Linked DNA regions of Macaca mulatta: region 2 is linked to region 1. The links are chromatin contacts, called in public Hi-C maps. All regions are on one chromosome and are shown on one strand. Each heading gives the region's core, a stretch centred on a gene start, on an enhancer-like site or on the middle of the called end of the contact. The rest is flanking DNA. Distances are from core to core; before and after follow the strand shown.

What was found. Hi-C and Micro-C count contacts between places; a contact is called where the count stands out from the background.
Region 2: a Hi-C map of CD4 T cells shows a contact between it and region 1, with 4 times the contacts expected there. The contact joins two enhancer-like sites. A contact is called at or near these places in 4 of 14 Hi-C or Micro-C datasets (CD4 T cells, blood, cortical neurons and 1 more).

What each region holds. Positions count from the first base shown.
Region 1 is chr3:78,145,821-78,148,520 of T2T-MMU8v2.0, reverse strand. All of the region lies in intron 3 of IKZF1 (IKAROS family zinc finger 1), which reads left to right. Among named protein-coding and RNA genes, the nearest start is that of IKZF1, 56 kb to the left of the region's middle. Within about 2 kb of position 1,445, at least 6 of the 40 cell types and tissues checked have an H3K27ac peak or open chromatin away from gene starts, as enhancers often do. A contact at or near this core is called in CD4 T cells and blood, where this site is marked.
Region 2 is chr3:78,304,384-78,307,208 of T2T-MMU8v2.0, reverse strand. No RefSeq gene overlaps it. Among named protein-coding and RNA genes, the nearest start is that of IKZF1, 100 kb to the right of the region's middle. Within about 2 kb of position 1,253, at least 7 of the 40 cell types and tissues checked have an H3K27ac peak or open chromatin away from gene starts, as enhancers often do. A contact at or near this core is called in CD4 T cells and blood, where this site is marked.

The DNA.
Region 1 (2,700 bases), core at 196-2,695:
CACTGCACTGCAGCCTGGGCCACAGAACAAGATCCTATCTCAAAAAATAAAATAAAATAAAATAAAATAAATTCTGCCACAAGTCACAATTCCTTGCTCAGAAATCCCTACAAGGGTGCTTCTTAGTTAAGAAATGGAGGAAACACGAATTTCATCCTGACTTCTGAGTCTTGTAGAGACCAGATCTGACTCCTGCGGCCTTCTGCCCATAGAGCTGGCAGGCGGGGGAATGTGTGCAGAGTGAGGAGGGGCTGACCTGGCATTAAGAACAGTGGAGACTGCTGCCTATTTGGCTGCGCTGCTGTCCTTCTGCATGGAAAAGTCACTGTAAATAATGGACTCTACTTCTGAGTCAACTTTACTGAGCTGCCTTTTTAAATATATGTGTAGAAAGGGCGATCTCTGTGTGTCATTTGCACATGTGCATACACATGTGCACACACACACACATGCACACGTGATCACTCATGTACACATGTGTGTGCACCAGTGCACCAGACCAGATGCACCCACCCCAATCCACGCTCCTCAGCCCCTTGCTTTCCTCTGCAGACAGCCAGTTCAGCTACAGTTATGGCCAGATTGCCTGCACTCTGATCTTTACCATCACCAGGCTCATGGCTTGAGCTCGTGCCTGACAAATCCATTTTCTGGGAGGAAGGCGGAAGAAACTGCCAAGGCGGGACTGAAGACTTGACCTCCACCTGTAGTGGGGTCAGGTCACCGGAGGCTGGCTGGCTCCCCAGGATTTCTCAGCAAGATTACTACACAAATACCCCTTCCTTAAAGATTAGCGACCACTTAAAGACACAAAGTGTGCAGGACTGTACCCATGGCCGAGAGCCGCGGGATCAAGAGGGCGGCTGAGTTGTTCTTCCCGTCCCTCCTCCTCTGTGCTGAGTCACCTTCTGCTTGGAATTCTGACAGGGACCCGTTGGGCTTCTGGAAGGGAGGGACGGCAGAGGATCCACCCTCTGTGTGTCCTGGGGGAGATTACTTATCTCTGGCCTCCCTGAAGCAGGGCCTGGGCTTCTGGAATCTTTGGGGCTGACACCCTGTCAGCCCTGGGGATGAGAGGGAATGGCCATGTCTGTCTGCAGAGCCTGGGGAGGAGCCGAGCGCTGCCTCCGGAGTTCTCTTCAGTTGATCGCATCGGAGGACAAAGGCCACAGAAGTGGATTTAAACTCCTCAGCCCTTTCTTTGCATGTTTGTTCTCATTTGAAGTCAGAAGTGATATGTCCTACACCTCAAGAACGTGTGAAATGCACATACAATAACCCCATTTCAGGAAGCCAAGTCCAGCTTAACAGTCAAAACATTTCCTTCAGTCTTTAGTCCTTCACTTTGCCGAACTCCCTTTTACACCGGCAGCAACAGTTTAACCTGTTGCTTCTGTAAGAGTGTGCTACCGGGAAAACCACATCTGAAACACGTGTGCAGTTACATCAGCTAGAGCACATGCTAAACAGTTGATCAAAGGCTCTCGCCTTGTGGCCCACGCTGCAGACACTCTGACGACTGCCGAGCTCCGCAGCCCCAGGTCCCTTCCGCATTGCCTGCTTGCCTCTCTTCTCCATGTTGCAGGGAACACAGCCATCCGTCACCATGTGGCTCTGCCCAGTGCTGCCCCCACATGTCCTCACAAGGCCTTGATATGCAAAGGTGGCTCTCCACGCACACACCGTGAGCCCCTCCTGCCCACTGCATGGCCCACACTCTTGTGGGCAGCCCAGTTGTTTTGTAGAATTTCCCTTCCTTATCATTTTGGCCCATGTGATCCAGTACAAATCTCCCTTATTAGAATAAAATTTGGAATCACAAAATAAAATTTCATTTTTCACTTATGTTGAGGACCTCACACTCTTCACCCCTGCCACGATCCCTGACAAGAGCTTTCCTATCTAATCATTGTTCCTCCAGCCCTCTTAATTTTCTTCAGCCTTTCTTGATTGCCTGAATATCCCTTTCCCTTCTCCTTTTAAAGCATAAACCAAGCTTTCTTACTCCGTTCTCATTATCATTTTTCCATTTTCTTCTTTGCACATGATTCTCCTTAAATTATAAAACTTGGAGGTAATTTCTAGAGGTGCCATCATAGTGCTTCTGTCTAGTCAGTATCTTTAGAATAAGCAAATATCATTTTTACAAAAAAGTAGTATTTCTTCCAAAAAAGAGTAAGCAAGAAGGATACAACATTGGGAAAATATCCCTAAGCCTGTTCTTCAATCCATTGAATGTTTTCCTCTAAATTGTTATATGGAGATCCTGGACCCGGAAGTCGGCTGACATGAAACAGGCCTAGCAGGGGGGCTGAGGAAATGCTCCAACCTCAGGATCCAGGAAGATTGCACATGGCACCAAAATAATCACTTAAAAGCTAATCCCGGCCAGGCACAGTGGCTCACACCTATAATCCCAGCACTTTGGGAGGCCAAGGTGGGCAGATCATGAGGTCAAGAGATCAAGACCATCCTGACCAACATGGTGAAACCCCATCTCTACTAAAAATACAAAAATTAGCTGGGCATGGTGGCACACGCCTGTAGTCCCAGCTACCCTGGAGGCTGAGGCAGGAGAATCACTTGAACCCAGGAGGAGGAGGTTGCGCTGAGCCAAGATCACGCCACTGCACTCCAGCCTGGCAACAGAGCAAGACTCCATCTCAAAAAATAAAAAAAAAAATAAAAAAAGCTAATCCC
Region 2 (2,825 bases), core at 4-2,503, 160 kb before region 1:
AAATGGGAATTTTACCAAAATAAATAAATAATGATTGCAGAATTACTGTGCGGGTGTTTTTAAGAGCCCAGTCTGCAAATGGGGTAAACGGCCACCAGGTGGCAGTACTGACTAGGTCCTTGAATCAACCAATGTGGAGCCCACAGATAGAATTCCGCATCACGATCTGGGGGAGGAAACTGAAGCCAGATCCCATGAAATCATTCGCCAGACGTTTAAAAAAGAAAAAAATCAGCTGATTCTATTCAGCGTGGCTTTGCTTTCTACAGAGGTCAAGTCTATCACATTGCTATCTTAAAGGACTTCACAATTGAAGTGATGGAAGCATATTATCTTCTTCCATCAGGCCGTATGTTTTGAGCACCCACTGTGTGCTGGCACTGAGCCAGGCACAGGGATTTGCAGGGAATGAAATCAGCTCCTGCCTTCCTGGAACTCACGGAGCACTTGTTCTTTCTTTCTTTCTTTCTTTCTTTCTTTCTTTCTTTCTTTCTTTCTTTCTTTCTTTCTTTCTTTCTCTTTCTTTCTCTCTCTCTCTTGCTTCCTTCCGTCTCTCTTTCTTCCTTTCCTTCTTTTCTTTCTTTCTTTCTTTCTTTCTCTTTCTTTTCTTTCTTTCTTTCTTTCTTTCTTTCTTTCTTTCTTTCTTTCTTTCTTTCTTTCTTTCTCTCTCTCTCGCTTTCTTCCTTCTCTCTTTTTCTTTCTTTGTTTCTTTTTTCTTTCTATCTTTCACTTCAACTTTTATTTTATATTCAGGAGGTACATGTGCAGGTTTGTTGTGTGCATATATTGCATGACCTGAGGTTTGGGGTACAATTGATCCCATCGGCTGGGTAGTGAGCATTGTACCCTATAGGTAGTTTTTCAGTCTTTCCCCCTCCCTCCCTCCCTTTCTAGTATCCTCCATGTCTGTTGCTGCCATCTTTATGTTCATGTGTACCCAATGTTCAGCTCCCTCTTACAAGTGAAAACATGTAGTATTTGGTTTTCTGCTCCTGTGTTAATTCACTCAGGATAATGGCCTCCAGCTGCATCCATGTTGCTGCAAAGGACATGATTTCATTTTTACAGCTGTGTAGTATTCCACGGTGTATATGTATTATGTTTCCTTATCTAGGCCACTGTTGATGGGCTCCAGGTTGGTTTTGCTATTGTGAATAAGCACTTGTTTATTACGACGTACCTAGGCAATGCCAGCACCGAAGTCTTACCCAGTTGACAGGAGTTCAAAGGGAGACAGCATCGGCTGTGGATGGGGGAGGGCAAGCCAGGAAGAGGGGCAGGTGAGTTCAAAGAGGAGGTGACATTTTAGTATGTTTTGAAGCCCTGTGTGACTCACACTTGCCTGCCAGGGAGGAAGATGAGGTTATTCCAGGCAGAGGAGCAGCCTGGCCAACAAGACCCTGCATAGCTGGCCACGGAAGTCAACTGAGGTTTCAGTGTGTATAGTGTGTGCAAAATTGGGGGTGGGGTGACACTAAAAAGAAACATGGGGCAGCTTGTGAAGGGTGCTGGACCTGTGATGACTCGCTTCCCTAAACACGGAGCAACTCATCACATTGCACAGGGTTTGGCCGGGCTGGGGGAGAATGGGGGATCAAAAGAAGGAAGCCAGGGCGTCCCTCCTGGGATGGAGGAGCTGGGCCAGGTGAATCTGGGAAGGAATCGACTTTAGGCTACCCACCCCAGCCCCCACCAGGTCGATGGGGTCCTCTGGAACTCCCACAGCACCCTCTATCGCCACACCTCTCCCCTCACACCAGTATCACTGGTGAGCTCCTCTGTCCCCTGGATTAGGAGAGGAACCCCCTGGAATGCTGCTGGAAACAGGCTTTTCCTTTTGTTTCTCTGTCCCATTAGGATCTGCCTAAGCTCCCGCGTGGAGTGGGTACCCTGTAAGCTGCCACGTGGTATGGACGCATGAGGGGCACGGAGCAGGGGCAGTCAGTGAGTGTCCCTGAGTTTTCTAAGGCAAAGCAGCAGCGGCAGATGATGGGACCTCCATGGGGAAGGCCACGATGCCAAAGAAGGAGGGAGAGGTGAGTGCTCTGGCACCAGGACCCAAGGCCTTCTCGTCCATGTTAGGCCGCAGCCCTCATTGCACATTAGCCTGTCCCTGGGCAGAAACACCCTGGGGTGCACAGCGTATGGGGAGCTCATGCTCCCGGGAGGGTGGCAGGGGAAGAGGAAGGTGCTGGAGCAGGCAGAGATAGATGCAAGGAGATGTAACCAGCAAAGATTTCCATCAAGGAGCTTAAAGAGGAGGGGTTAGGAAAAGCAGGTATGAGGTTGTTCAGCTCAAACTCATTCATTCTGGGCTGACCCTGTGGTCACTCCAAGGCTGGCATCGCTGCAGCACTGGGGCTGAAACTGGGGAGGCTACAACCAACTCCCCTCAGGGAATGTTGCTTCCAATGAGAGGAAGTTGACCAGAAACAGCAGCAAAGACAAAACCTGAATGCGGATATTTTCTTTCCCACTGGCGCTGGCAAGAGACTTACTCCAGCTGAGTGGCGCAGGCCAGCGGGTGTGGGCAGGGAAGGCCTCTTTGAGGAAGTGACATTTGAGCAAGACCTGGGGGAAAGGAGTGGCCGTTCCAGGCCGAGGGAAAGGCAGGGAGGAGATGGAGAGGCGGCCTTGGGTGGGGTGTGGGAAACTTGGCTGGGAAGGAAGTTGGTTCTGACTCCCAGAATTAGGGGAAGCCGGGAGGTTTGTGAGTCGGGCCTGCCGCCCTGGGGGATGCTGTGGAGCTGACACGCTCTGTGGAAGAGAGATGCAGGGCGAAGGGAGAGCAGGGACCTGGGTGGAGGGCCACCGTCAGTCCAGGA